Linked DNA regions of Xenopus tropicalis: region 2 is linked to region 1. Evidence: chromatin contacts called from public Hi-C data. All regions are on one chromosome and are shown on one strand. Each heading gives the region's core, a stretch centred on a gene start, on an enhancer-like site or on the middle of the called end of the contact. The rest is flanking DNA. Distances are from core to core; before and after follow the strand shown.

Region 1 (2,827 bases), core at 280-2,779:
CTATCTATCTATCTATCTATCATCTATCTATCTCGTCATCTATATATCAGTCTATCTGAAAAACTATCTATCTGTCTATCTATGAGTAAAGGGTTGCTGTTCGGCCCGTATACCCTGTGAGATACTTGTTGGCTGGGCCTATATCACCCTATATAACAGGACAGGGCTGCCGTTTGTGCCAGAAGGAAAATGGAAGTAATAGTAAGTGCAGCAGGAACACAGCCCCCCGTGCAGCAGAAACACCCTCCCCCGTGCAGCAGAAACACAGCCCCCCGTGCAGCAGAAACACACTCCCCCGTGCAGCAGAAACACAGCCCCCCGTGCAGCAGGAACACAGCCCCCCGTGCAGCAGGAACACAGCCCCCCGTGCAGCAGAAACACACTCACCCGTGCAGCAGGAACACAGCCCCCCGTGCAGCAGGAACACAGCCCCCCGTGCAGCAGAAACACAGCCCCCCGTGCAGCAGAAACACAGCCCCCCGTGCAGCAGAAACACACTCCCCCGTGCAGCAGAAACACACTCCCCCGTGCAGCAGAAACACACTCCCCCGTGCAGCAGAAACACAGCCCCCCGTGCAGCAGGAACACAGCCCCCGTGCAGCAGGAACACAGCCCCCGTGCAGCAGGAACACAGCCCCCCGTGCAGCAGGAACACAGCTCCCCGTGCAGCAGAAACACACTCACCCGTGCAGCAGGAACACAGCCCCCCGTGCAGCAGGAACACAGCCCCCCGTGCAGCAGGAACACAGCCCCCCCGTGCAGCAGGAACACAGCCCCCCGTGCAGCAGGAACACAGCCCCCCGTGCAGCAGAAACACAGCCCCCCGTGCAGCAGAAACACAGCCCCCCGTGCAGCAGAAACACAGCCCCCCGTGCAGCAGAAACACCGTCCCCCGTGCAGCCTCACACAGTAACTATAGGGGTAATATAGTACAAACTGCATGACTTGTACTATATTACCCCTATAGTGTACTTGTACTATATTACCCCTAAATAAAAGCGACCAATCAAATGTTTGCTTTCAGGCAGCAGCCCAGTAATTGCTGCATAGTTACTGTTGCTACTTTTATTACATTCCCCATAACTTTTTAGGAAGCAAATAAACCAGGTTTATACGGACACATTTTCTCTATCAATATCCTTTTAATGGTTTCTTTGCTTTTAAATTAACATTTTTTGTACATGGGCATAATACAAAGTCGCTGTGCAGGCATTGCTGTTAAAATCTGAATTATTTCCCAACTTATTGTCATCTTTCATTATTTTCCTCTTCAATCCCTCGGCGGCTCCCCCTTCTGGTGCCCAACTCATTGCCCGATGGCAGAGGTCAGCGACCAGTCAGCACGTAAAATAATAAAGTGGAGGAAAGAATATTAAATCATTAAATATGACACATACAGTGAAAAGGCAAATGGTCCAACAATTTTAAATAGATTTCTGGCAGTTCCACCCTGACCAGGTCATTCCCATTATACACATAGCTGGCTGGATTATAACTGGTATGTACAAACATGCCCAACCCACCTAAAACCTCACCGGCTTCTCAGTAAGCCCCTCCCCCTTTGGAAACATCATTCAGTAGTGATTTGGGATAGCTGGATTCCCCTGTACTAAGCACAATTCAGCAGGAACAGCCCCCTAAGTTTGCTCATAGCCTGTACAGAGAGATACCATAAAACTATGGCACATAGGGATTCCCCTGTACTAAGCACAATTCAGCAGGAACAGCCCCCTAAGTTTGCTCATAGCCTGTACAGAGAGATACCATAAAACTATGGCACATAGGGATTCCCCTGTACTAAGCACAATTCAGCAGGAACAGCCCCCTAAGTTTGCTCATAGCCTGTACAGAGAGATACCATAAAACCATGGCAGCATAGGGATTCCCCTGTACTAAGCACAATTCAGCAGGAACAGCCCCCTAAGTTTGCTCATAGCCTGTTTATTTATGGGGGTCCAGCTTGATTCTGGTTCTGTTAAACCGCGATATTGGAGGTTGGAATTTAATAAAGTTCATGAGTTTATTAATATGAGTCTCCCAGGGCAATATGCACAGTAAGTCATGTAAATGGCAATGGGGAGGGTAAATCAGCTAATTGCCCTGGGCTAAGTCTTGGCTGAACCAATCAGATATGTATAATATTTGTTCTTTAGTCTCAGAATGATAAAGGTAATTTAATCACCCTCTGTTGGACTACAACTCCCAGCATCCCTTAACATCCTATGACTGTTGGTCTAAGTTCAGCGCCGGCTCGAGGGGCCCAGTTGGAACATGGCTTCACGCCGTGGCCCCGCGATGTTCGCGCAAACAGAGCGTTGGCCCCCGTGTCCGCGGCAAAGTGTAAATTAGTCTAATTGACACCGGTGGGAAAACGCGGCGAATGAAGATTAACACGGAGGCCGGCATTCGCGTTATTGGCCGACACATGGGAGTCATTAGCTGGAACAAATGGAAATTACATATTCACAACATGAATAAAAATATTCCAAATATGAGTATTCATCTGCGGAATCGGTTTTTCGGTTTCCAAAGTGAGAATTTGGTTTAAATCAAGGAAATTCTTATTTTTATAATATTTATATTTTTGTTCTCTGTGTCCTCAACCTAAATATTTCCCATGGTGCAACCAACCAGCCCAGTGGCTCCCTGACAAGCACAGACAGTGGCACAGTGGCCCCCCAGTGGTGTGGCCCCGGGCTAGTTAGTAGGTTACACTGGATAAACGGCTGATCTACTATATTTGAGTTTGTATCTGTGAAAGCCTTTTAAGCTATCAATACGGATCTGTGCCCAGTTAAATCCATCTCATCCTTCTCTCATTCTATAA
Region 2 (3,172 bases), core at 396-2,895, 63 kb after region 1:
CTACTCATCTGTGTTGTAGACTCAACTAAAACAGTGCCCCCTAGTGGGCAAATTATTAGAACTGGTGGGAGATTTGCTTGGACCTCCATTGGCCTCTTTCCCACCCACAGCCACTTCTCATTCATTTGAAAGGGCCTTGGGTTGGGAGTTGAAGTTCTGAAGAACTACAGGTTGGGTAGTGGCATTGCCTGTTAGTGTCCCCTTATTGCCCTCCTGTAATAAGTATTGCTCTGTTACCCCTGCTGTCATCTCCCCCCCCCCCCCCCCAGTGTCACTATAAGTGGATCCCAGGGCCGACACCCCCCCAACCCTGTTGGCTCCCCCATGTGGACAGACAGCCTTGGTTCCATGGCAGTTGAAGTTGTTTCTAACGTAAAGGATAACTACGCCTTTTATTTTAAAATCCCTTTAAGTTACTCTAAACAGCCCCCAGAATAACATATCTTCCTCCCTGCATACGGATTAATTTTTTTTACAGTTCAACTACAGCTCTTTTACTGACTTCCTTGTCTAGTGTGAAGCCCCTCCCCATTTGCATTCTGAGCCCTCCTTCTCTCTCCAACTATGAAGACCTCAAAAAGGTGCCTACTGGGCATGATTGACTGATTTTAATTGGAGCAGAGGCAGTGAGCATGCCCAGTAGGCACCTCTTTGAAGCAATCATAGTGGGAGACAGTAGGAGGGCTCAGAAAGAAAATGGGGGTGGAGCTTCATACTAGACAAGGAAGTCAGTAAAAGAGCTGTACTACTCCGACTCTACCCCCCCCCCCTCCCCTGCACACTGCATACACATTTGCGGCTGTGATGAGGGGGTGCAGCGTCAGCACCCACATTTGCCAGTGGAGGTTGTAGTCAAGGGCCGGCCCCACTGGGTTTTATCCCTGGTGCTTCACTGACCCTGGCCAAGAGAGGGTCCGATAAGGCCTTGCAATTAAACCCCTATTTGAGTGGACGAATGGAGGGATTGCTGGTTGTGAGAGTGCTGGAGAGGAGCCCAAAAAAAAAAATATTTTGCTGTGGGACCCTGGGAGGTCAAGTTAGGTAACCCTGGCAACCGGACAGTCCATTCATTTTTGGATAAAAGAAAGGCAGACCCCCCCCCCCCCCCTAAAAAAAAAACCCCAACACTATGAAAAAGGGCTATTTGCAAAGCTGCATAAAGTCCCAGTGTATAAATCAGCAAGTTAACATGCAGGTGAACTTCCCCTTTAAATCTTCACACGTATAAGATCTGGCAGAACTTGCTGGCGGCAGCACACAGTAACAGATGGGCGCTGTTTATTTTAGTGTTAATTTTAGGGCTCGTGAAAGTAATGACTTGGCCTGGAATCATCTAAAAAACTAAGCAGAAAACTCCTAGATTTTCACTTAAGTTTTTCAAAACTTTCCCAGCAGCTGCCTTTTTCTAATGAGGAATCTTGAGCAGCCCCCCCCCCCGGCCAATTCTCTGCCCCCCCCCCCCCCTCCCGCACAGGCGAATATGAACCCAGCTTCATAATGTGGGGCCACTCTGTCCCTTCAATGGGCACTGGGGGCTAAAGGGGGCAATGAATTTTCTATGTTCTGTTGGGCCGAGCCTGGCCCTGACATTGCATTGTGCCGGAGCACGCTCGGATAAGGGTTTGCTAATTGAAATTCAAATGCAGTGAGATGGGGCTTTGCTATTCAGCTGAGCAGCCCTTTGTTTCTCATCCCCACCATGAATGCCGTGCAACAATGCGCCACTCAATGCCCCTAATAAATGCGACGGGGGAAAGCCAGAGCCCAACAAAGGACGGCTATGTGTTTCTCTTCCTCCTCCGCTCCCGTCCAGCCATGGAAGTGCCCTTGCCAAACCCATAGAACGAAGGTAGAAAACAAAAGAAAATTTCCGTCATTTTTATCAAAGTATTTTGTGGTATTTTTTTGTTTTTTTCCCCCCCTAACATGCACATTTTGCTCCTGTCGCCTAGGTAACTATTATGGGACGCCCAAGCCCCCGAGCCAGCCCACCAGTGGGAAAGTGATTTCCAGGGATGCTCTGCAAAACCCTCTGGCCGGCTCCAAGCAGTCGACTCCCAAGCGAACAAAGTCTTACAATGATATGCAAAATGCAGGCGTAGTGCATACCGACCACTATGAGTTTGATGATGATGCTCCTGAAATGAGCAGTAGCTTTACAGGTAAACAGAAAAAATAAGGAAAAAATTGAATTTTGCTTGTGGTTTTTTTTTTTTTTCTTTTTTTGGAGCCTGTGTACGGCATCACCTTCTCTATGGACTAGAGGCGTTCCATTGTTGAAGGGGTGGTTCACTTTTAAGTTAACTTTTGCTATGTTACACATTGGCCTATTCTAAGCAACTTTTCAATTGGTCTTCATCATTAGTTTCATTAAAGTTTGTAGACTATTTGCCTTCTTGTAACTGTTTGCAGCTTTTTAAATTGGAGTCAAATTAGCAGCCAAAAACTATTGGATTTATCAGCATTTTTACTTTTTATATCTTAGTTTTTTCTATTCAGGCCCTCTCCTATTCATATACAGGTATGGGATTTCTTATCTGGAAACCCGTTATCCGGAAAGCCCGTGTCCCATAGACTCAATTATAAGCAAATAATTCTAATTTTTAAAAATGATTCCCTTTTTCTCTGTAATAATAAAACAGTACCTGTACTTGATCCCAACTAAGATATAATTACCCCTTATTGGGGCAGAACAGCCCTATTGGGTTTATTTAATGGTTAAATGATTCCCTTTTCTCTGTAATAATAAAACAGTACCTGTACTTGATCCCAACTAAGATATAATTACCCCTTATTGGGGCAGAACAGCCCTATTGGGTTTATTTAATGGTTAAATGATTCCCTTTTCTCTGTAATAATAAAGCAGTACCTGTACTTGATCCCAACTAAGATATAATTACCCCTTATTGGGGCAGAACAGCCCTATTGGGTTTATTTAATGGTTAAATGATTCCCTTTTCTCTGTAATAATAAAACAGTACCTGTACTTGATCCCAACTAAGATATAATTACCCCTTATTGGGGCAGAACAATCCTATTGGGTTTATTTAATGGTTAAATGATTCCCTTTTCTCTGTAATAATAAAACAGTACCTGTACTTGATCCCAACTAAGATATAATTACCCCTTATTGGGGCAGAACAGCCCTATTGGGTTTATTTAATGGTTAAAT

Evidence for each region. A called contact is a pair of places that touch in the nucleus more often than the background predicts.
Region 2: a Hi-C map of neurula embryo shows a contact between it and region 1, with 2.2 times the contacts expected there. The contact joins two enhancer-like sites. A contact is called at or near these places in 2 of 5 Hi-C or Micro-C datasets (neurula embryo and tailbud embryo).

Annotation. Positions count from the first base shown.
Region 1 is chr4:143,919,087-143,921,913 of UCB_Xtro_10.0, forward strand. All of the region lies in intron 2 of magi1 (membrane-associated guanylate kinase, WW and PDZ domain-containing protein 1), which reads left to right. Among named protein-coding and RNA genes, the nearest start is that of magi1, 160 kb to the left of the region's middle. Within about 2 kb of position 1,530, at least 1 of the 11 cell types and tissues checked has an H3K27ac peak or open chromatin away from gene starts, as enhancers often do. A contact at or near this core is called in neurula embryo, where this site is marked.
Region 2 is chr4:143,981,501-143,984,672 of UCB_Xtro_10.0, forward strand. magi1 (membrane-associated guanylate kinase, WW and PDZ domain-containing protein 1) reads left to right here. Exons shown (of 22, transcript XM_031901233.1): 4 at 1,953-2,162. Among named protein-coding and RNA genes, the nearest start is that of magi1, 220 kb to the left of the region's middle. Within about 2 kb of position 1,646, at least 4 of the 11 cell types and tissues checked have an H3K27ac peak or open chromatin away from gene starts, as enhancers often do. A contact at or near this core is called in neurula embryo, where this site is marked.